Linked DNA regions of Sus scrofa: region 1 is linked to region 2. Evidence: chromatin contacts called from public promoter capture Hi-C data. All regions are on one chromosome and are shown on one strand. Each heading gives the region's core, a stretch centred on a gene start, on an enhancer-like site or on the middle of the called end of the contact. The rest is flanking DNA. Distances are from core to core; before and after follow the strand shown. Region 1 holds the start of SSSCA1 (Sjoegren syndrome/scleroderma autoantigen 1). Region 2 holds the start of MUS81 (crossover junction endonuclease MUS81).

Region 1 (2,730 bases), core at 160-2,659, 210 kb before region 2:
ATGAATCCTACTGGGAACCATGAGGTTGTGGGTTCGATCCCTGACCTCGCTCAGTGGATTAAGGATTAAGGATTGCTGTGAGCTGTGGTGTAGGTCACAGACATGCTTGGATCTGGTGTTGCTGTGGCTCTGGCATAGGCCGGCAGCAACAGCTCCAGTTGGACCCCTAGTCTGGGAACCTCCATAGGCTGCGGGTGGGGCCCTAAAAAGACAAAAAACAAACAAACAAACAAAACAAAAAACAAAAAAACCACACAAAAAAAAACTCCCTTAAGACTGTGAGGAGTTCCCTGGTGGTCTGGTGGGTTGATGATCCTGCATTGTCATTGCTGTGTCTCAGGTTACTACTGTGGTCTGGGCTCTATCCTTGGCCCTGGAACTTCCCCATGCTGTAGCACAGCCAGAAACAAAAAAACAAAAACAAAAACCCAAGACAAAAATCTGAAAGCATGTGCTCTCAAAGGAGATTGCCAATGAGATTGGTGGGGGTGAGGGGTGGGGGGGGTGGCTAAGTCCTAGCTCCTTCCCCATTGCCTTGGTGTACAGCCCTGAGACCCTAGGGCTGCCCTCTGAGGACACTGCCTGCTCCACCTGTCCTCTCCAAACGTATTCAGGGAGAGGACGTGTATGGAAAAAGAACAAAGAGAAAAAAAATCACCAAGGCCAATGTCCAGGGAGCACTAATAACTTGAACAGCACCCCACCCAAAGAGGGTAAGGTCACAGGCACGTGTAGCAAGCCCCTCAGCCCCACCCTACAGCATGGAATCGACTGCGCACGCCCAGCACAGCCACAGCTCCAGATTTGTTTTTTCTTTTTGAGGGTCCAAACTTCAACAAAACAAAAAGTCTGTTTAGGGGCTGCCTTTGCATCATCACCAGGCCTTGGAGGGGAGTAGGGGGTAGGCCAACTGGACTACAAAAAACTGTAGAAAGGGAGGGATCTTGAAATAGGCGGAAAGGTATAGAAAGCGAGAACGATCGCCGCCTGGCCTGCCTTGCCAGTTGAAGTGAGAAGCGCTTGAGGTCTCAAGAGGCTCCACGCGTGTGTAAGGGGCCATTTGTTATTATCAAGAGTGTCGTTATTGAGATAATGTCACTTCCCGGCTGGCCCCAGGTCCCGCCAGTGCGGAAAGAGAAACCCCGGGGGAGGTGGAGGCCAGCGGAGATTTCTCCAGCCATCCGCAGCAGGCAGGAAGGGCGACCGTACACAGCCACTTCCGGGTCCTGCGACCTAAGCGGTGGTATCACGGAGACGCCGCTCCTGAGGCCCCACCAGTCGAAAAGTTTTTTCCCGGAGCTCTCACCGAGAGCCGCGCCAGCGGGACAGGTTCCAGTCTGCGGCAGACACGCCCCACTCTGGGCATCGTGACGTCAGAGGAGCACAGTGAGCGCATTTCCGCCCTCTTCCTCCGCCCAACACGAGGGGGCGGGGCCAAGAGGAGGGCGCTCTGCTTGTGCGTCACTTCCGGTAAGTCTATCGGCGACAACGGCAACATGGCTCTGAACGGCGCTGGTGAGAACTTGGGCTGCGGGGGCCGGTGGTTGCGGGGTACGGGAGGCAGTCTGCTTCAGCAAAACCCTCAACCCTTCATGCCTCTCTTCCCCCAGAAGTCGACGATTTCTCCTGGGAGCCCCCGACTGAAGCGGAGACGAAGGTGCTGCAAGCGCGGCGGGAGCGGCAGGATCGCATCTCCCGGCTCATGGGCGACTACCTGCTGCGTGGTTACCGCATGCTGGGCGAGACGTGCGCGGACTGCGGGGTGAGGAGAGACTCGGGACGTGGGAACCAGGATGGGGCCGTGGGCTAGGCCGCACGGCCCTTCCTCAAGTCTCCACTCTGGACCGCATCGCCTAGCGTCTCACCCCTGCCCCGTATGCTTTCTGGCTCCTAGACGATCCTCCTCCAAGACAAACAGCGGAAAATCTACTGCGTGGCTTGTCAGGAGCTCGATTCAGACGTGGATAAAGATAATCCGGGTGAGGGATCGAGTGTGCTTGGTGAAGAAGTGTGGTGATAGAGGCTCAGGAACAGTACAGTAGGCCTGGAAGATGATTGATGGGCGGGGGTAAGGTGCTTTCTCCTTTCAGCTCTAGAAAGGACCACTCGTTGAGTAAAAGCACTAAAACCTACACTGTGTGCCCAACACCATGGGAGAGTCTGAGCTTAATTAGGCATAATTCTGATGAGAGAGATGAAGCAAGGACATAAATAATTGATACAGAGAAGAAAAGGAATGAGTTGCCTTACACAGGGGCAGGGAAAACTTCTGAAGAACAGAAAGAGCAGAACAGTGTAAAAGTAAAGAGTAGGGAGGTGGCTCGGGGCTGAGGCAGGCCAGGTATCCTGACCATTCCACTGGCTTTCTCCTCTTTTAGCTCTGAATGCCCAGGCTGCCCTCTCCCAAGCTCGGGAGCACCAGCTCGCCTCTGCTTCGGAGCCCCCGTTAGGCTCTCGGCCAGCCCCTCAGCCCCCAGTCCCCCGTCCAGAGCACTGTGAGGGAGCTGCAGCAGGGCTCAAGGCAGTCCAGGGGCCGCCCCCTCCTGCTGTGCCTCCAAATGCTGAAGTTGTGGCCTGCACACGGGAGGCTCTCCTGCAGAAGCTGGCCTGGGCCTCAGCTGAGCTGGGCTCTAGCACCTCCCTGGAGACGAGCATCCAGCTGTGTAGCCTTATCCGGGCTTGTGCTGAAGCCCTGCGCAGCCTGCAGCAGCTGCAACCCTAAAAGACCCC
Region 2 (2,770 bases), core at 105-2,604:
CCCGCCTGCGAGGGAGGGTGACGCGAAGACAGGAACAGCCCTTGGGTGGGGCGCGCGCGCCGAGAGCGCTCGCGCGCTTTTCCTTCGCCGCCCCCGAGCCAGGTTTGGATGCCGCGTGCTCCCAGCGCGCGCGCGCACCCGCGAACCCATTCGCTTCGGCACCGCCGCGACGCGCGACACCGGCTGCTCCGCGACGGCCGCGCACCCGCGCGCCCTGGACCCCTCCCCCACGGCCAGTGTCCGCGCGGGCGCAACAGCGGAGTGGGGGAGGGGAGGGGAGTCCAGGGGGCGCGCGAGCGACGTCCGAGCCGGCCCTCACCGGCGCCCGCGGGCGCGCACGCGCGTCCCAGCGCCGCCCGCCCCTCAGCACGAGACCCTCATCCAGCCGGGGGATCTGGGGGAGGGGGTGCCGACGTCGCTCCCCCGTTCCCTCCCGCGCACGCAGACAATCGACTCGCAGCCGCCTCCCCTCCCGCGCCGTGGCCTGCCGCTCACCATATTTCCGGAAGCGAAAAGGAGATAGCAAGGAGCCAGAAAAGACAAGAGCCGCTTCAGCTGCTGCCGGGATCCGACTGAACGCGGCCTCTCCCGGCCCCTTCCGTTTAGTATGAGCCGCACAATGAGGGGCGGGGCGGGCTTCCGGCGCTCCTCCTGAAGACCGACGGGAAATGAAGTCCGAGGCTCCTGCGCTGTCCTCGGGCCAGCTGGGTAGCAGAGTCTTTTTCATCTGACAGCGTCTGGTCGTCACGTTGCATACTGGGAAGTGTAGTCCGGGGACAGCTGAGAGGGGCGGGACTACAGCAAGGAGAGCGCGCGGGTTGGTGGAATGCCCCAGGAAACGCTCTGCACAGAGCCAAGGCCTCGGTGCTGGGTGATTTGACCTGAAAATGAGCCTCGATTTCGCGCTTCTTTATCCCGTACCGAAACGGTTTTCCTAAGGTCCATCCTGGCGTTTTTCTGGATCTCTTGGTCTAAAAATTTCCAGTGACTTGGTATTTTGCTTTTGTGAATTGAAGCAACTATTCATTGGTCTGGAATCCAGTCCTAGAGCAAGGAGAATCCCAAGTATAAGGAGACTTCAATCCAGGACACATTCATTAACCATTCTCCATACTCAAAAGACACTCTTGTCTACTGAGGAAAGGCGATGTGCAATTTCAATAAAATAAGAGAAAAAAAACACAAGGAAAGACTACAAAGAAATCTTTGAAAATAGAGCTTTGTACTAGTTTTAAAAGCATTTGGCATATTCATGAGGCAATAAAGGGAGAAGAGCAGGGATTTATGCATTCGAAGATTACCGCCTTTTACTAGGCAGTGAGCAGAGGAAACAGATTTTATTTTATTTTTGCCATTTCTTGGGCTGCTCTCACGGCATATGGAAGTTCCCAGGCTAGGGGGTCGAATCGGAGCTGTAGCTGCCAGCCTATGCCAGAGCCACAGAAAGGCGGGATCCGAGCTGCGTCTGCGACCTACAGCACAGCTCACGGCAATGCCGGATCCTCAACCCACTGAGCAAGGGCTGGGATCGAACCCGCAACCTCATGTTCCTAGTCGGATTCGTTAACCGCTGCTCCACGACGGGAACTCCAGGAAACAGATTTTAAACCAGACTTAAATCTCGTTCTCCAGTTGGTAACCAGGCATATGGTTAATTTAATACCCACAGAAATTAAAACAGAAGCTCTGTGGGAGCATAACCTTCAAAAAACAGACTAGGGTGGGGGACTCCAGGGAGATTTCATTGGCTTTCAACAAAGGCCATAGCCGCTTACTCTGCAGAAGACAGGGTCGCAAACAAGAGAATTGGGGGCATCGATCCCATATGCAGAATAAAGGCTGTAAATGAAGAGCTGGAAGCTTGGTCTTCAGCTGGGGAGCAACACCCGAGACTGGGGTATGTCGCAGAGCATGCCGGGGACTGTAGTCGGGGACGTACCGCTGCATTGCCCCCCCACCGGGAGCATCAGGTGGGGACCGCAGCTCGACCGCCGCCTCCTGCAAGAGACCTTGCTACAAGATGAGATTGGCTCCACCTTTTTGAGCTTCGGAGTTTCCAAGAGCAACGAGGAGGGGGGTGGGAGATTTCGCAGTTACCCTGGAGACGCGCTCCCGCCCGCCCCTAGCTGCGGGATGCCCTAGATGTCCTTATTAGGACAAGAGACTAGAGGGGGCGGGTCCAATCCGAACGCCTGCTGGAGGCTCCTTATAAGGCAGCGTCAGGCGGGAGGCGGGAGTGCGGAGCCGGCCGGGGGGTGCGGGATCGAGGCTGGGCGGAGTCTGAAGGGGCAGGCCTGGAGCTCGGGCGCCCGCCTCTCCACTCCCGAAAGGCCCCAGACCCACACCTCGCCACTTCCGGTATGGCAGATGTCGGCTGCTGTAACTTGCTGGCGAGACTCTCGTGCTCAAGTGGAACCCCCTTTGCATAGTTCCCATCTTAACCTTCCTGAGAGTCCCCCACCTCCAACGAGTCACAAGAACGATGAAGTGTTCTTCCCTTGTCCGTATTTCTCACCCCCGGGTTGCTACCCCGAATCCAACAACATGCCCATGTCAGCCCCTCCCACATGCCTCGATGTCCAGCACCTCCTACTTGTCCCCTTTCTGTTTGTCTACTGTCTCCCTCTCCCTGTCCTCCCAGCTTTGGCCTTCCCTGCACGTCCTCGTCTTCGCGCCCCTCCCCCACTGCTCTGGATGGGGAGGCCCACATGGGATCACCATTTCCTCGGAGGGTCTTTCAGCTCTTTCTGCGTTACCTTTGTGTCCTCAT

Evidence for each region. Promoter capture Hi-C pulls out the DNA fragments that hold promoters and counts their contacts.
Region 1: a promoter capture Hi-C map of liver shows a contact between it and region 2, with 4 times the contacts expected there. The contact joins the promoter of SSSCA1 here to the promoter of MUS81 in region 2. A contact is called at or near these places in 2 of 5 promoter capture datasets (fetal liver and liver), 3 of 47 Hi-C or Micro-C datasets (heart right ventricle, liver and skeletal muscle) and 2 of 2 datasets of contacts at active chromatin or transcription factors (alveolar macrophages and skeletal muscle).

What each region holds. Positions count from the first base shown.
Region 1 is chr2:6,683,243-6,685,972 of Sscrofa11.1, reverse strand. It overlaps SSSCA1 (Sjoegren syndrome/scleroderma autoantigen 1), which reads left to right and starts at 1,409. Exons shown (of 5, transcript XM_021082852.1): 1 at 1,409-1,515; 2 at 1,611-1,762; 3 at 1,895-1,979; 4 at 2,379-2,730. The coding sequence starts at 1,497. The coding sequence ends at 2,722.
Region 2 is chr2:6,469,364-6,472,133 of Sscrofa11.1, reverse strand. MUS81 (crossover junction endonuclease MUS81) reads left to right here and starts at 1,354. Exons shown (of 16, transcript XM_003122526.5): 1 at 1,354-2,770. It overlaps CFL1 (cofilin 1), which reads right to left and starts at 576. Exons shown (of 4, transcript NM_001004043.1): 1 at 496-576. The coding sequence starts at 498.